Linked DNA regions of Sus scrofa: all the other regions are linked to region 3. A link is a contact called in public Hi-C and HiChIP or PLAC-seq data. All regions are on one chromosome and are shown on one strand. The core of a region is the stretch at or near the end of the contact, and the rest is flanking DNA. Distances in the headings are between cores, read along the strand shown. Region 1 overlaps MAML2 (mastermind-like protein 2). Region 2 overlaps MAML2 (mastermind-like protein 2). Region 3 overlaps MAML2 (mastermind-like protein 2). Region 4 overlaps MAML2 (mastermind-like protein 2).

Region 1 (4,207 bases), core at 1,619-4,118, 210 kb after region 3:
GAAGTCAGGGTAATGATTACCTTTGGCAGCAGAGGTGGTTACTCGACAAGCACAAGAGTCTGCTGGGCTGCTGGTAATGTTCCGTTTTCTGTTCTGCACGCTGGGTCCACAGGGTTAGTTCTGTGTGTGAAAATTCAGCAAGTGGCTCATTAATGATATTGTACTTTTTCTATATGTATATCCTTCAATAAAATTTTCAAAAATGCAACTCTTCCTCTGATACTTCTCACCTTCCTTCCTGCATTTTTCCTCAGTACTTCCCGCTTTCTAATATATGCTGTAGTTATAATGTTCATTACATTCTTTCCCCATTAGAATATAAGTTCTGTGAAATCAGGGACTTAGCTGCCTTTTGCTCACTGCTATATCTGTACCACCTTGAAGTCTTGAAGTGTGCCTGGTACCTAATAGGGAACAGAATGAATGGATGAACTGCTGAATCAGAAAACATATGAGAACAGGCCAGACTCAGAGATCCAGGTGGAACCCTGGTTGAAGTCCAGTGTTGCTTTGGTAGTTTCTCCTTCCTGAGAGTGGTGGATGGGCTGCTAGCCTTGAGGTTGTGACAGTCTCTTTCCCACGTTTGTGTCAAAGCTACTTCTCAAGTCCAGCTAATTCTGGACCTTTAATTAAGCTTTGTTCTTACCCTAGATAATTTATCTCATTTGCCCCATGTCAGAAACCTTCCCACCTTCAAAACCAAGCTCAAATGTCTTCTCCTCAGAAAGCTTTTCTTAACAACCTCAATCTCAAATCCTCTAGCTCCTCATTTTTACCCTCCCTGTGGTACTCTTCTGGACTTGTTTTCAGTCATTCATTCACGCATCCATCCATTCATTCCACAGATATTTATCGAGCACCAATTAAATCCCAGGTACTCTTTTAAGTGCTGGAAATACAAGGTTGAACGAAAAAAAAAAAAAGTCTTTGGCGAGGCTGTATTCCAGTAGGATAGATAGATAATAAACTAATAAATACACACATAAAATTATTTGGGGTGCTTTGAAAAAAATTCAGCGAGGTGAGAGTGATGGGGTGCTATTTTAGTTAAGTGATGAAGAAGACCTCTATATCAGCAACACTGGAGGAGAGGCCCAGATGAAGTAAGGAAGTGAATTGTGGGGGAAAACATTCCAGGCAGAGAAGACAGCAAATGCAGATGCCCTACAGTAAGAGCAAGCTTCTGTATGAGTCTTGTACATGTATTCCTTGGGATAGGGCTTGTGTGCCTAGCGCGTTCTTTGGATGCAGAAAGTTCTGAGTGATTGGATATATTCAAGATTTTGTCATTTTTTTATTTTTTTAAATGTTTTTGAAGTGTAGCTGAGGTACAATGGTGCGATAATTTCTGCTCTACAGCAAAGTCATTCAGTCATACACACATCCATTCTCTTTCACATTCTTTTGCCATATAGATTATCACAGATTATCACAGAATACTAGGTAGAGGTCTCTGTGCTATACAGCAGGTCCCCATTGGCCCATCATTCCATATACCACAGTGTGTTGATTTTGTCATTTATTAATCCATTTCACACTTTCACTTAAATAAGCATTCCTAGAATGAGTTAAAGAGAATATATACCAAATGGATTATGCAAAATCTGTTACCCCACACGTACACATGGCTCTGTGGCCAAAGAAGTATAAGAAACAATGAAGATTCATAATATGTACCAACATAATATAGCTGTTGCTAAGTCTCACAGTAAAACAAAACAAAACAAAACACCTATCTAATTCATTATTTTCTAATGTGTGTTTTCCGCATGGAACACATATTAATAATGCACAAAACATTAGAATTCCATAGAATTCAGTTTGGAATATGTTGTCTCAGATTCCTTCCTTTTTATGTTAGGTACATATTTATTAAAATTCCTAATATTTACATGACTGCTTCATAATTTTACAGATAAAATATGAACACCAGCATATTGCAATATTATTCTAATTATGATAGAAGGAACATATATTTTCTTTACTGTGTTAATATAGTGCATTTTGTCACTGGCCCACCCTGACTAATTTTAATCTATATCTAATGATCTTCTTCACACTGTTAACAGCACTGTGTCTTGGGATATTTGGTCACTATCAGGATCGGGAGTTAAAATATCAAGAGACAGGTTGTGAGCCTTGAAATAAACAAGTAACAGTCAAGAAAATAGAAACAAGGCTCTGAGTGCCCAGTGAGAAAAAAAGTCCTAGATGGTAATGCATCCAAACTCCATGGATGAACCGCCTTTGAATACAACTCCCTGTAGAAGAAAACATCCAGAGAATGGCTGCCTCTGACCAGCTGTGTGTTGCTGCTCTCTCCGGTTTTGCATGTCCTCTGGGAATTGCCCTAGATGACTGGTGGCAGCCTTAAAACTCAGAACTTGTAGTATCAATCTACATTTCTTTGCTCCCTGATTGCGGACCTCTTTAAGTATTTATTGGTTTTCCATGGTCACCAACCAGCTACAGACACATGCTTCAGTAACGAGGCTGAATTTGCAAGCAGTTATCAAGTAAAGTTGTAGCCATCTTGCCCCTGTGTGCAAGTGTGTTTGTCTCATCATGCCTGCGTGTGTATATGAAAGAGAGAGGGCAAAGAGAACACCTGGACTTTTGGACAAGGTTAGCCAAAGATCTCATAGCCACCAGTCATTTTTAAAAGGAGAAAGGAGCATTTATTCTTATTTTATGGTGGGTGTGGCTTTTAGCTTTACAGGTTTAAAGGCAGCAGGGAAACTGCAAAGCCGAAGGTTTTTCTGAGGCATTCGTTGCTGTGAAGAAAAACAAGCCAAAGTTTTCCTTGTGGGCAGACACATCCCAGAATGCATCTGGGGATTGGGCAGAAAGTGAGCCTGGCAGGAGCCCAGGGCCATTGGCTCACAAGTACAGCTCAGGAACAACCTAGGCCGTGTTCTCAGACTCAGATCAGATTTCCAAGATGGATCAGGTTCAAAACTATCCACTCCATTTTCACTTATCTAAGATGGTGCTCCGTGTCTAGGGTTACAGACCTCTGAACAGGGGAATGGAAGCTAGAGGGAGAAAAGCCTTTGGCGCTTGTAACTGTCACAGAAGATGTTTCACCTTGGTTCACCAGGCAGCAGCACACCTGAGTGTTAGAAACAGACTACTCCTCCTAGAGAATTCAGGACAGTAAGCATTATTTGGAGCTAACGATTTTCAGGGTTTTTTTTTTTTTTTTTAATCGTAAGCGTCTTGACGCTAGTTATTTTTACACAATGGAACTGCTTGATTAAATCTCCAATTTTAAATAGTTGTATGATTCAACATATTTTCAAATCCTTTTTTTTAACCAAGAATTCATTTTTTATATAATTTTATATAATTTTTAAAGGTTACTTTCCATTTACCATTATTACAAAATATTGGCTATCGTCAACTCTTTGAGATCTAATCTCCCTAACCATGAGCTTATCATTTAGTATTACCTAAGGTCACCGTGCACCCCTATTTGCAATCCTGTTGTGTACACTGAACATCTTGTCTTCTATACCTGACATTTTCCTACCCTCCCCTCCAATCGTGTGATTGTGGTGGTGACCGGGCCACTCCCAGGAGCTGTGAGTCGATGGTTATTGTATGTTCTTTTTCACCATATTCCTGTACAGTGTGGTGCTAAAAACATTCAGGATGAAAGAGTGACAAGTCAATCTTAATTGTGAGAGGAAATAAAGCCCTCTAGAGTAAAGCGAAAGGGCTGGTGTGTCCACTCAAGACACACCATGTTGTTTTGATGGCCCCATACTGTAGACAGGATTATCTTAAACCCAGCTTTTTGTGATTATCTGTGTTTGAAATCACTCTAGGGGCTTAAGCCACTCATGAGATGAGGGATTTTTTTGTCACCTGCCTGCTTGACAATAGAACCGCATGTGCAGCACCTCAAAGAAATCGCTGTATTTTCCTCAAAATTCCATGTAGTTGGATATCACATTGTGGTAAAGTAAAAAAAAGGACCATACCCATTCATTACTTGTTTTCACATGTTCCATTTTCTGAAAGCCCATTGCATGCCAGGCACACTTTTAGACTTTCTCATGTTTAATCCCTGTAGTCACACTAAAAAGTATATATTGTCATTCTTAGTTCACAGATGCGGAACCCACAGACCAGAAGATTATGTATTTTGCCCAAGTCACATAGCTGAAGCTCAGGTCATCTGATTCCAAGTTTGTCTGTCTCC
Region 2 (4,514 bases), core at 216-2,715, 190 kb after region 3:
CTTCCTCCAAGGGACCGTGAAAAGATCAGTCTCTACCTAACACCCCCTCGTGGCCCACACCATCCCCTCATTAGATGAGTCCATGGTAAAGCAGACACTCAATCCAACCTCTCTTAGAAATTGTAAATTACAGTCCCTTTCTGTGGAACTCCTGTTGATGCTGGCTTCCAGCCTGGGCTCCTCCTCTGATTATCTGAGCCAGTTGTTTCACCTTTTAGGGACTCAGTGTCCTCTTTTATTAAATATTACTTAGTGAATTTTACTGTCCGAGTGAGCTCTTTTTAAAATTGAGATGCAAATTAGTACTATATCCAGAAACAGCAGCCCCTCAAAATATCCCCATCTAGAGCTATAACTTCGAATCAGGACAAGTCAGAGTCCAGGAAAAGTGGAAAAAGCTCCTAGGAAGTAAGACATTTCCGAACTTCAGTCTGCATCTGGCTGGAAGCCCTCTGTGGAGTTTTCAAGGAGAGACCCCTACATGGCTCTAAGATGGTTCTTTTTTCTCCCTCCTAATAGAGCATAAAGCAGTAAAAGCGATGCCATACCTCTCTCACATGAAGCGCTCTCAATACGAGGGCGCCCACGTGGTCGGCTTCAGGTCTGAGCCACAGATCCACATATATGGCTAAAGGGAGGGAAGGAGCAGACAAAATACCAAAGCGATGAAGAGAGAAAGAAAAGATGTTCTGCGAACATCTTCATTGTTTGCCCACATGACTGCCTGGTATGTTAATGTCTCGCATCAGCCTCTGCTAATGAGGATGCTGCCCTTACTTCCCTTGCAGTTTATAAATGGAGTGGCATTATGTAATCACCCTAATGAGGTAATAGAAACATAAGTACACAGGAAAATTTGATAGGGTTTCTCCTAATTCGCCCTCTGCTGTGTCGGTCACCCCCCATCCCATTAACCCTCCCTCTCCCCTCCGCCCTCCCCCCCTCCAACTGGCTGAATCTCTGGTCCCAGAGGACATATTGTTGGCTATTATTTATAAGAAGTCTCTCTCCTCTTGGCAGGATATAGAACAGCTGCTGGTCTATTCTCTGCCACAGAGACCAACTTCCCTCTTTTGCCCTGGATGATTGGAAGAAAGTCGGGGAGAAAAGCAATTTATAGTTGTGTTACAGCACCTCTATTTTCTTTTATGTTTATTTATATTGCTTCCATTTCTGCCTGGGATTTCTGAGATAATCAGGATCACTCTGCTACAGAATTCTCATTTGGGGAGGCTCTGGTGGCAGTTGATGGCATTTTTCTTCATTGAGTCAGACATTTTAGAACTCTGGGCTAGAGGAAACTGAGCATTTCTACTGCGAGAGTTTGAGAATCAATGTGGTGGGGTTTTGTTCTTGTTTTTGTTTTTTTCTGAGAAACTGATGGCTGTGTTTGATGTTACATGAACCATAAATGACTCTGAATTCCTCAAGGGAAGGCACCTTGTCTTTGTCAACTTGCCGCCCACGGGGTATAGCACAGTACCTGCTTGGTAAATGTTTGCTGAATGAACTGAGTGGGGTTCGGGTTTGTCCGTCCTTTGATGTCCACGTCTCCGACAGACCAGCCCCTAAGCCTCAGCCCGGACTTCCAGGCCAGACAAGCCCATGACCCAACGTGGGCCTTTTCCTGAGATCTTTTGTCCCGCATTATTTTTGGCTCTGGGACTCATCCTGGTCAAAGAAGCACAAGAGCTCAAGATTTCAAAATCTAGGCTAGGTCCTGAATCTTCAGAGAGACCTGAGCCTCTCTGGAAGTGGAATACAGGGAGAATTTCTTTGTTCTTTTAGGAGTCGAAGGAAATCCCAGAGTAGGAAACTGGCCTGGGTCCCGAGATCCAGACAGGCCAGACGCGGACAGTCCTTGGTGAACAGAAAGGAGTCACGGTCCAGCATTATGGGTTTTCCTCCTGACCAAAGGTTTGGGACTGAGCTGGGTTGGCTGCTGGTCAAGGCCATGTTTAGGGAAGTCTGGAGAAGCAGAGTGGAGTAGTTAAATCCACTCTGGTGAACAGAAAAGTATCACAGTCCAGCATTATGGTTTCTCCTCCTGACCAAAGGTTTAGGACTGAGCTGGGTTGGCTGCCGGTCAAGGCCATGTTTAGGGAAGTCTGGAGAAGCAGAGTGGAGTAGTTAAATCTGAGGTGATGGGGTGTGTCCAAGGGGAGATTGACTTCTGATTCCCTTATTTATCTCTACGTGGAAACAGCTTAGTCAGTATTAATAATAGCAAGCTTCCTCTGCAGACCAGTCAGCCCCCTTCCTGGAGGAGACTAGGAAAGCTGGAAATTGCTACGTGGCAGGTGCTCTTGGTAAGGGTTTGTGAGGCACCTTTAGATTTCCCAGCCTGTGTTCCTAAGTGTGTCAGAAGCATCCCGAAGGACCTGAAGGATCTCTTTATTGCCTCTGCTACCCCGCAGCCCACCCAGTGCGTACCTAACGAATGTTCCTGACAGACATACGGAGATTATGATTAAAAAGGATATACTAGGTGCTAAAGCCACTGAGGTGTCCGCCTTTCTGATAATTTTCAACATTTTGCAGGCAACATAGAAAGAATAATAATAGCTGTGGTTTATTGAGTGACAGGCACAGTGCTTGTCACTTCAAAGACATTATTTTGTCTCGTAATCTGGTTTCTAAAGGGAATCATTGGAGACAGAAAATGTCACAGTTCTCACTTTTGCCCAACTGTGAGCCAAGGCCTTCAGAACCGGGAGAGGAAGCTGGTTAGGTTGGCTCAGAGAGTAGCTAATGCCTTCTCTGGAGAAAGAATAAGTCTGATACACAGAGAGATCCAGGTAAATTTTTGCTTTTTTTTTTTTTGGCCCTTCACTATATCCCTGGTTATCCTGATTGCTCCTGGGTAGTTGCTTGTTAACTCGGATTTTAATTGGCAGGCTTTCAGGCATCGTAGGAGATGGGGAGCCAAGAGCGCCTTCATAGAAGATGGTTGTATGAAGCTTTTGGTGGTCAAGGCCATGTTTAGTAAAGACTGGGCAGAAGCGGATTAAATCTGAGGCACTAAGGTGTGGCAAAGAGGAGATGGGCTTCTGATTCCCTTATTTGTTTCCATGTGAAAATAGCTTAGTAAATATTAATAACAGCTAACTATTATCAAGGTGCACACCACAGTAAATGATGTACTGTTTAGGTCAGACTGCCTGAGTTCAAACTCCACACTGGAGCTATAACTTTGAGGCAACCTCTCTGTACCTCATTTTCATTGTCTGCAAAATATATAGAATATCTACTTTTTTCTTGCTAAGGATTAAATGAGAAGATGAATGTCAAGGGCTTAACATAGTATCTGGTATTTAAGAAATATTGACCACTATTATTATTATTACTAAATAATCAATATATATCTCTTAGTTCCATAAAATATGGGGGCTAGTTAAGAGAAAGGACCTTGTATATTTCTTGTATCTAGCACAATGCTTGGCACATTTGTAGACTCTGAATAAATGCTGGATCTTTGGTAGACTGGATGGGTAGATGGATGGACAAAATAATTTGAGTTTAGGAGTTCCCATTGTGGCTCAGCAGGTTAAGAACCCCACATAGTTTCTGTGAGGACGTGGGTTCAATCCCTGGCCTCACTCAAAGGGTTAAAGATCCGGTGTTGCCAGCCTCAGATCCAGCATTGCTGTGGCTGTGGCATAAGCCAGCAGCTGCAGCTATGATTTCAGCCCCTACCCCAGGAACTTCCATATGCTGCAGTTGTGGCCTTAGAAAAAGAGAGGAAAAAAAAATAGAAATTGAGTTTATACAGATAAAAGGCACTATAAGAAGGCACTATAAGAAACCTCATTTGTTCCAGATCCCTTCCCAAAAAGTTACACCTCTCGTGTTACCCAAAGGAAGCCACCATGACACTAAACCAGCCTGCAGCATCCAGCAGGTAGTTCTTAAGCTCAACTGGACATTCAGGCTCACAGGACTACTATACACTGCATTTGACATCAGCCTACTCAGAAGGCTATAAGCTGGGAATTGTAGTTGCCAGAAGAGCAGCAGTAGGCAACCTTTTTCCATAAAGAGCTCTGCCAGCACAGGTGCAAGGTGATAGGATCCATATTGGGTGGGTGAAGGAACTGCCTTTGTTTAAAAAGCCTTATATCCACCAGCAGTCAATAACTCTTGTAACAGTTCCAAAGGTCATAGCTTGCAGGGTGCTCTCAAGGGACATTCTAGTTACAAGAATTGCTACACTCAGAGAAGTCCAAAGCCTGGCATTCCCATCAGGTATTTACAGTTCGTTTGTACTTACCCCCAAGTCCAGTTGCAGTCTACCAATGAGGGGTCATTTTTTATCCTATGCAATGTTGCCTAGTAACATAGTTGACACATACCATCTTTATCTGTTTCTAGGGAAACCAAGCTAGGAAGTTAACCAAAGGTCAGATTCTCATGCAAAAAGGGAAAGAGTTTTTGTTAACTCTTTGTCCACACCATCTAAATAGTTACTTACAACATAGACTGAGAAACCTATCCAGTGTCCCTATGAAAAACTT
Region 3 (4,290 bases), core at 1,207-3,706:
CACAAGTCTATAAATTTCTCCAGCATAAGACCGTGTCTTTTACGTACCTTTGTATCTTTAGTGCCTAGCACAGTCAAGCATGTGATACGCCCTCGTATTTTTGTTGAATGTGAAATGCTTTATCTGAATATTTAAATAGCCTGAATTGGACCACGCTTTTATAACCCATACAAAGTCATATTGAATGAAATCAACCAACTTGATGCATTTCAGTTGAAACCTCAAAATGAGGATATGGTTTTAGCCCCAAACAGAAGTTTATTTAAAGGATGTAACCTTTTGCCCCGCACACCCAGGAATTAAACTAAAAAGAAATCTGAAAATCCATTTATAGGTAATTTCAATTTGAGGCTTATAGGTATGTAAAAAAGGTTTATTTAAGGTTTAATAGCCAAGTTTCATGTGGGTTCTTGTTTGGGAAAGAAAACTTTCACATGGCATTAATATACCGAAAGTTGTGATTTGCAAAAACATTCTCACATCCTGTCTGGGGTGAAATTTTAATTTGTCCAATGAACTTTCCACTGAAAGAGAAAATGGCAAAACTGACAAACTAATCTAGCTATACACGTTTTGTTTTGGAAACTTGCTATTCCCAAATGTTCCCTGGATTTATTTTTGAAAATTCTGTGGAAAATTCAATGAAAAATTGGTCTTTTGAGAAATACCTTGAATGATAGATTTTATATGTCGAAGGAGTATTGGATTTCTTGTTGATAGCAGTTTCATGGACTTGGATTTATTTTTTTCTGGTACTATGTATTGATTCTACAATTCAGTATGTGTGTGTTTTAATCTGACATCTGACCTTTTAAGATATACTCTGTTCCTTATGTTTCAGTTGGGTAGAACTGATGTATCAGTTTTAAAAATGTTTTGGGTATATCTTATCTCATTTGATTGACTGTATCTTCCAGATAATAGGTGTTTCTTATTGCATGGATGGATGGGTGGTTGAACGGTGTGTGTATGCACTGACAGTCCAGCTGTTGGGTACAAGTCGCAGCTTTGCTACATACTAACTCTCTGACCTATGGCAAATTAATGATCTAAATCGCTATTTCTTCATATGTGCATAATCATAGTTCTACACTGGGTTGTGGAGATTACAATAAATTATGCATGTAAAGAACTTTGTATCACAGTTGGCACATGGCGAGTGCTCAGAAATATTAGCTCTTGTTATTACTGCTATTAACATAACAATAAATGGCTTTAGCCGCATAACCCATTTATTTAAAAAATTTAAGGGTGAATCATTACAACATGTAGGAATTATGAATGTATTGATTGTAGTAGCTTTGGGGATGCCAGTAATTTCTAATCATTGTAGGTCAAATTTTTCTATCCATACGAATATGAAGGGTAAAATAACCGGAAGCTTCTTTATCTACTTTTAGAATTACGAGCATAACTTAGATATGAAAACATTCTTAATGCTTCTCCATGATACAACAGCTGGTTGTATTATGTACCATGTCTTATTAAAGCATCATCATTTTGTACAGTTTAAAATGTTTGTAAGTTCTAGGTAGGATTCTTAAAACAGATGTCTTTCCCTCTAGGATTTATATTTGAGATTCTCAAAAATAGTGATAATATTTTAAAAGATCTTTTAATAGGGTTTCGATCATTAGGCAGTACAGCCCCCAAGTTTTAACTAATCTTCACTCAGACTTCTCTAGAGGAAGGAACAAGATTTTCAGGAGAAAGAATAAGGCACTGAGATCTGCCCCAAGTCAGTTTCCCAAAGAGAAGTCCATCCATGCAGAAGGAGGGCTCTGGGACCCCTAAAGGATTTGGGTCATGCTCAGAGAAGCCTGGCTGTTCAGAAGGCACTTTAAGTTTTCCTCCTAATTTTAACATCTGGGTTTGCCTTCCTGGCGGCGTGGGGTAGACATGAGTCTAAGGCTGCTGAGAAAGGGATGTGGGCTTCTCAGGTGATGCTCTGGCAAGGCCAGAGCTGCGCGGCTGGTGTCCCGCTTGTAGTGTGGACACGCGCAGATTGTTTTGAACTTGAGCAATACCTCCTGTTTTCTTTCCACTCTATTTCTGTTTGTGCAGAGCTGGCCTTTTCTGGCAGGAAGTGCCAGCCATTTAAGGAGTGCAAGCAATTCCCGACAGCCAGCCCCTTTCCCCCCACCACCCCCACCTCCTGGCTGCTTTGCCTCCATCCCATTGGCCTGGAGGCTGGCTGGGGTTTATCCCTGCGAAGGTTCGCATTTTTAAAATGTCTTCTTTTGTCAGCTTGAGATTTTCCAGAATTTAAAAGCGGAAAGGAAGAGAGGAATACAAGGAAGCTATTAAAGATATATTAAATAAACTCTACTGGGAGCAAGTGTGTGTTTAAGAGAGAATCTGTAACTTTTGCAAGGGAAGTTTTGGTGATTGCTTATTATTTTAACAGAGAGAGAGGGAGAGGGAGGGAGGGAGGGAGTGTGTGTGTGTGTATATGTGTGTGTGTGTTTGTGTGTTTTCTCCCTGAACTGGAGAAGCAGATGTTTAAAGGAGAAGGGCAGGAAGCAGCTCTGACAAATGAAAGGATTTTTGATTGAATTCATGAGCTAAAGTTTCCTGCCAGTAATTCATTCAACCCTAGGCTACATAAAAGAAAACCCCACATAATTGAATTTTAATCGCCTAACTTTTAACATACAACCAGAACAGGCAAGTGGAGCTGCCACAGGTAAAACTGAAATAATGCTGTAAGCTGATCTTAGATGATTATTTATTGGTAGTTTAAAAAAATTATGATACCCCTTGCTTCATACCGCTCCTCCTTTGTGTGTGTGTGTACCAGAGGCTATTCCTTATTGTCGTATAAGTTAAACTCCTTCGTGCAGATTTTTTTCTTTAAGCTGTTTTGTGAGCAGGTGCAGATGGCTTTCATGAAGTGAGCCAATTGAAATGTTCTGTTACAGCCTGTAGAAACCGAGGTTTTAAAAACTGAAACAACTGTGTTCTGTGCTGTATCCATAATTCAGCTGGAAAATGTTTTCCCCATTTTATGATGAAATCTACCACTTCTGTTTCTTTCTTTTAATGAATTTGGTTTGTCTGCAGCCTTGAGGAAATCTTGTCACTAAAATCCACCCTCAATGCTCCTCCAGTATTTTTCAGCCTGATGATTTCACAACCAGGGCCGTTGCAAAATACGGGTAAATGGGCTTTTTTAAAATCCCTGGAGATTTTTAAGAACTTTTTTTTCCTATCTTTTTTTCTTCACAGAGTACTCAAGTAAACAGCTTCAGGAAGACTGAAAACATTGAGACTTTTATACCTTTTCATAAATATAATATGAAGTAAGCTACTTTTCTTCGTGAAGTCTTATAATTTTAGAACAAGCAATAGAAAGTTGGGGAGTGCATACATCCTAAAAACTCTTGGTCTGGTGCTTGCGTTGTTATTGAGTCCTCCTCAAAACAAAGAGCAAACTAACTCCTTCGGGGCACAGAAGTTTCTGTGGCCAGGGTGGTGATGAGCTGCAGCTTTCTGCTCAATCACACTCATATGGGCACCAATAGCAAGGCCATAAACCAAGGAGTCATAGCCAAAAGCCAGAAGGAGCTGCACTCTGAAGTGAACAACAAAACCCAAATATCTATGTTGTAACTGAAGCCAAACATGTCCAAAAATAGACCTAATGAACTACTTTAAACCAGCATGATACCTACATAATTTCTAAAATGATTAAACAAAGCAAACTAGAGCTTCAGAAAATTCCACAAACTTAACCTGAAACAAACCAAGTGCCCATTGGTTTGGCTCTGTGTACTGGTGTTGTTTATGGGATCCCAGCAGGAAATGAAGGGTTTGGATCTTGCTCTTATGTTGACCTTTACAACGACGACTGTCCCAAGAACTCTGACTCAGGCAGCAAACATTAAGGGGCAATACCTGTTTTATTGTCAGACAGAGATCCAGACCCCAAAGGACAGTGTTTCCCACCCTTAGCGCTAATGAGAGTGTCATCAGCATTGTTTCAAAAAGGCTTCCCAATAGATACTGGAAAGAAAAGCCATACATTTATCTCCTCAGAAGGATCGTCTAGTAGCTAGTTAACTCCTCATTTCATCGTTGGTGTCTCTACTAAAGCAACCCTTAAGTTGGAAAGACCATGTGTACTGTTATCCTGAGGCAGAGCTAAGGAAAACATGGTAAATTATAGAAGACACACACCCTTATTAAAACTTTTTATAAAAACTTTACTTCACACCAATTTATGGCATTGGTGATAAAATGATTCCAGAATCTTGTGACCAGGCATACAGTATTTATCTTCATGTTCTG
Region 4 (4,752 bases), core at 786-3,285, 140 kb after region 3:
CATGACAGAGTTCCCCTTATGGTTCAGTGGAAACGAACTCGACTAGTATCCATAAGGATGCAGGTTTGATTGCTGGCCTCGCTCAGTGGATTAGCGAGGATTACCAATCCCGTATTGCCATGAGCTGTGGTGTAGGTTTGCAAAAGAGGCGTTGCTGTGGCTGTGGTGTAGACTGGCAGCTATCAGCTCCCGATTCAGCCCCTAGCCTGGGAACTTCCATATGCTGCACCTGCAGCCCTAAAAAGCAAAATAAATAAAATAAAATAAATAAATAAATAAATAAAACATGGCGACTACCTCTTAGAGGTTGTGGCTCGGGTTCTCGTCCCTTTTCCCTCACTGAATGTTTTGCTAGTTGATGATAAACTCAGAAGGTTCTTCAACAGGAAGGAGTAGATATGTGTAAACTGAGAAAAGGCTGCCATGAAATGCCCTCCCTCAGGCCTGTAATGAGGAGTGTGTTTCCAAGGCAAAGTCCAGCTCATCCAGTTCCTCTTCCACAGGCAGCCGTGACAGCAAGCAGGGGGCAGGGAAGCATTCAAGAAGTTTTGAATGTGAGACCTTTTGGCATTTAATGTCTTTAGGAGGACAGTGTGTTGCCTTTGTTTTCTTTACAAAGATCCTGAATTTGTGGTGATCTTGCTTCTATCTAAAACTTCATCTTTGGTTTCATTAAAAAAAAAAAAAAACTTTTTTGTGGTCCTAAATCGTCACATTTCTCAGAGTCCAGACATTATGGAACAAAATTATGGAAGAACTTTTCCAGATAGATCTAATAAGCCTTCCCTGACACCTTCTCTCTCTCTCTCTCTCTCTCTCTCTCTCACACACACACACACACACACACACACAGTACATTATTCTGAAGGAGTAAACGTGGAAGTTTCTGAGAAATCCTATAGGAAGTATACCCAACTTCCTCACAGCTGCAGTGGCTTCATTCACCTAGGGCATGGAGTCAGGAGGGGCTTAGTATCGCATCCTGGCTTTGGCAGCCCTTCAGGAGGCTCAGCACCACCTGGAGTCCATCACAGAGCTTGGCATACGCCTTCACACTTGGTTTATGAGGATGGCAACGTGGTTCCGGTTTGCAGGGCTTCTCGTTCCTTGGCTTCAGGGGTCAGAAGAAAGTGATCACTCTAGTGGAACCATTAAATTACTTGTGAATTGGATATGAAAATATTTGCCACAGCCTTCTCCTGACCATTGTTTTTCTGCTCAGTAGTTAGAAGGGTCCAGCTTCCCAAGGACTGAGATCATCTAGCCAGCTACTATTTGAACATCTAGAATACGCCCAGCATTGTGGCAAGTACTGAAAGGAACTAGTCAAGTATAAGATGCAGAGCCCATGTTCAAAGGGCTTAAAAATCTAGTTGGGCAAATCTAATTGCTATATGGACAGAAAACAACAATACTTTGCAATACAGGGAAGCAATACAGAGAAGCTCAGAACTCTGCAAAGGCCAAATACGAAGTAGGAGCTTTTTGATATCTTCAGTGAAAGCCATAAAACCCCACCTCATTTGTTTGGGGGCAGGAGAGCCGGGAAAGGATTATTCTTACCTTCAAGTACTGTGATGAACCTGGATTTACTGTTTCAGGATCTCAGACATTTCACTTCAAGAATCAAATCAAGAGTCATAAATGATTGGGGGGGTGTTGATCTTTTTCTCATTTTATCTATCCTCAACCGTTTCTCTAATCATCCATGAGTAAAGTGGCCTGCGGAAAGTTTATAGATGATCTTTTGAGCATCTAAGCAGTGGTAAATTTGGTTCCCATGTTTATGTCTTATTGAGAAAGACAGAAATCTTGAGGGAGAAAAAATGTGACCTATGGAGTGAATTGTTACCTTTGTGTGGCATATTCCCTGTTTCTAGGGCAGCACTGGAGACAAAGAATGCATTTATTTTGTGCAAAGGGTTGGGGGCAGGGAAAGAAACAGAAAGCAGTGGATTGTGCAATAATGGTGTTCTCAGATCCCTCCAGGAAGTTTATGTTTCGAGTCCTTTGGAAGAGGACAGCACAGCTGTTTAAAAAGGAGAGTTTACCAGGGGACTCCAGCCCCGATGCCACTGTGTGTCAGCTTTTCCTTGTCCATAGGTTTCTTGGCACCTCCATCCGTGGCCCTTGGGGCGGGCAGGCCACTGTGTCTGGGTCCTGCTCAGGCCTACGCCTTCCCCCAGTGGAGACTGCAGGCCTCGCTCGCATAGAGTCGAGGTGTTCAAATAGCAGAGTCAGAACAAGGCCGAGAGGGAAAAGAAGCAGTCTGCTGGATCTCAGCGAAGGAAAGTATAGCGATTCCTGTGTCATTTGCAAACCAGGCTAGACTTGCTGTGCTGAAATCTTTCCCCAAAGAAGTCTTTTCCTTGGACGGCTAGAGAAGGGGATGTTAGATGCATAATCTCACAGATTAAATGTGATAATTGGGGGTGCAGGTTTGTTGAACAAAACAAAAAGTGCTTCTCAGTCCAGCCAGGTGATGGGAAAAGTGTAACTATTGAGAAGTAGCACTCATTTGAAGCCCTTATGTTTTCCCACTGGCTTAGCTGTTTCCATATTTTCTCTCCTGCCAGGGATCTTTGGATAAGGTATAGTTCAGAATCCTCTCTGCATACTCAGTGAATCTTTTTTTTTTCCTCATTTTTTTAGGGCCATACCTGCAGCATATGGAGGTTCCCAGGCCAGGGGTCGAATCGGAGCTGCAGCTGCCAGCCTATGCCACAGCCACAGCAACACGAGATCTGAACCATGTCTGCAACCAACACCGCAGCTCACAGGAACACCGGATCCTTAAACCACTGAGCAAGGTCCCGGTCGAACCTAGTCCTCTTGGATACTAGTTGGGTTTGTTACTGCTGAGCCCCAACCGGAATCCCTCTGTGAATCTTTTTGACTGACCAAGTGACCCTTTGTCCCCTCCCTTTCTTTTTTTTTTTTAAATCTTATTTTGTTTTTGGCCACCCCCAAGGCACACAGAAATTCCCAGACCAGGGATTGAATCCATACCACAGCAGTAACCAGAGCCACAGCAGTGACAACATTGGATCCTTAACCTGCTGAGCCACCGGGGAACTCTTCTTTCCTTTCTTATACTGGAGCTTCGAGGGTGATGCCCTGAGCTTTCACCGTCAACTTCCAACCAATGACATCATCACTGTCTCCACACCATCCATCCCTATGAGACCCGAATGCTGTTAACCTCGCCCTGTGCCTGCCGTACATCCTCATTCTGCTCTGCTTTTGTCTTGGCTCTCCGTGTCCACTGTGTCAAGGACAGTGTAGGCATGTGGCAAATTGAAAGCAAGCAGTGTGGTTAGTGATTAAGAGGACTTTGGAACCAGACAGACCAGGGTTGGCAGCCTGCCTCTGTATCCTTCACTATGTAATCTGAATGTTAGGAGCTGCTGTTTCTTCCCTTAGAAAATGAGGATCAGAATACATGTTCAGAGAGTTGTGACAAGATTAAGTGGGACTGTACACAACTATTGTTTTAAGAGCACTTGTCTTAAAATAAGCATTCAAGGAGTTCCCCCTGTGGCACAGTGTTAGGAATCTGACTGCAGCAGTTCGGCTTGCTCAGAGGCGTCCATTTGATCCCTACCCCTGGAACTTCCACTTGCTGTGTGTGCGGCCATCTAAAAAACAAAAACAAACAAACAAAAAGCATTCCATACATCTTAGTTCTGAGGTGAGAGCTTTTGGTGGGCCTTAGGCACTCTTCCTTTTTTTCCTCTTTTTCGGCCACACCTTTGGCATCCGGAAGTTCCCCAGACAGTGTTTAAACTTGTGTCACAGCAGTGACAACCCTGGATCCTTAATCCACTGAGCCACTAGGGAACTCCTAGGCACTTTTGCTTTTGAAAGTCCCTTCTTCCTTATAGAATTTTAAAAATTCGGCTTTATGACCATGCACGTCAGGATAAATACCATGGGAGTTCCCGTTGTGGCTCAGTGGTAAAGAACCCAATGAGTATCCATAAGGATGCAGGTTCAGTCCCTGGCCCTGCTCAGTGGGTTAAGGATCTGGCATTGCTGTGAGTTGTGGTGTAGGCTGCAGATGTGGCACAGATCTGGTGCGGCTGTGGCTGTGGTATAGGCCAGCAGCTGCAGCTCCGATTCAGCCCCTAGCCCGGAAACTTGTGTATGCTGTGGGCGCAGCCCTAAAAAGAAAAAAAAAGATAAATATTATAGATATTATAATATATAATGATAATATATAATATATATCATACATACATTTATTAATATATAATATATGTTATATATTAAAACATCTCCTCAATCTTAAAGTTCAGTTTTTCTTCCATCTCAAATTGCAACATTTTCATGGGCCCCTAAGACTCTTGTGGGCCCTGGGCACTGGCCGCCCCAGCCTAATATGTAAGTCAGGCCTGGCTGAGAAATTTGTTTTGGAGAGCCTTTCCTCTACCCTTTCAGTGGTAGTAACTGCTTTCTGGAAGTTGTTTGGCCCCTCTGGCCTTCAGGATATACACTGCCCTTACACCTTGGCTCTCCTCCATCCCACCTTCCTCAGCCCCCTGGAAGGTCTGTCCTGGGAGCTCACAACTTCCCTGGTCCAGCCGCCATCCATCTCAGTTTAAAGTCATGTCTTCATTCCTCTGTTGATTCTCTTTCCCTTAGGACTGTTCTTGGCCTGGTAAGGTGGCATCACATTTTTTTAACAAACTATTCTTCCTAGTGAGGTATTCATGACATGACTCTAGGTTCCTTCTCTACTCCTTTTAAAAC

What was found. A called contact is a pair of places that touch in the nucleus more often than the background predicts. HiChIP or PLAC-seq counts read pairs in DNA pulled down with a chosen protein or histone mark.
Region 1: an H3K27ac HiChIP or PLAC-seq map of skeletal muscle shows a contact between it and region 3. The contact joins two enhancer-like sites. A contact is called at or near these places in 2 of 2 datasets of contacts at active chromatin or transcription factors (alveolar macrophages and skeletal muscle).
Region 2: a contact with region 3 is called in an H3K27ac HiChIP or PLAC-seq map of skeletal muscle, with 3 times the contacts expected there. The contact joins two enhancer-like sites. A contact is called at or near these places in 1 of 47 Hi-C or Micro-C datasets (skeletal muscle) and 2 of 2 datasets of contacts at active chromatin or transcription factors (alveolar macrophages and skeletal muscle).
Region 4: a contact with region 3 is called in a Hi-C map of liver, with 3 times the contacts expected there. The contact joins two enhancer-like sites. A contact is called at or near these places in 2 of 47 Hi-C or Micro-C datasets (epiblast stem cells and liver) and 1 of 2 datasets of contacts at active chromatin or transcription factors (alveolar macrophages).

The regions. Positions count from the first base shown.
Region 1 is chr9:28,060,287-28,064,493 of Sscrofa11.1, reverse strand. The region is part of intron 2 of MAML2 (mastermind-like protein 2); the gene reads left to right. Among named protein-coding and RNA genes, the nearest start is that of MTMR2, 88 kb to the right of the region's middle. Within about 2 kb of position 2,868, at least 7 of the 83 cell types and tissues checked have an H3K27ac peak or open chromatin away from gene starts, as enhancers often do. A contact at or near this core is called in skeletal muscle, where this site is marked.
Region 2 is chr9:28,076,867-28,081,380 of Sscrofa11.1, reverse strand. All of the region lies in intron 2 of MAML2 (mastermind-like protein 2), which reads left to right. Among named protein-coding and RNA genes, the nearest start is that of MTMR2, 100 kb to the right of the region's middle. Within about 2 kb of position 1,465, at least 33 of the 83 cell types and tissues checked have an H3K27ac peak or open chromatin away from gene starts, as enhancers often do. A contact at or near this core is called in alveolar macrophages and skeletal muscle, where this site is marked.
Region 3 is chr9:28,270,712-28,275,001 of Sscrofa11.1, reverse strand. All of the region lies in intron 1 of MAML2 (mastermind-like protein 2), which reads left to right. Among named protein-coding and RNA genes, the nearest start is that of MAML2, 100 kb to the left of the region's middle. Within about 2 kb of position 2,456, at least 38 of the 83 cell types and tissues checked have an H3K27ac peak or open chromatin away from gene starts, as enhancers often do. A contact at or near this core is called in alveolar macrophages, liver and skeletal muscle, where this site is marked.
Region 4 is chr9:28,125,889-28,130,640 of Sscrofa11.1, reverse strand. All of the region lies in intron 1 of MAML2 (mastermind-like protein 2), which reads left to right. Among named protein-coding and RNA genes, the nearest start is that of MTMR2, 150 kb to the right of the region's middle. Within about 2 kb of position 2,035, at least 30 of the 83 cell types and tissues checked have an H3K27ac peak or open chromatin away from gene starts, as enhancers often do. A contact at or near this core is called in alveolar macrophages and liver, where this site is marked.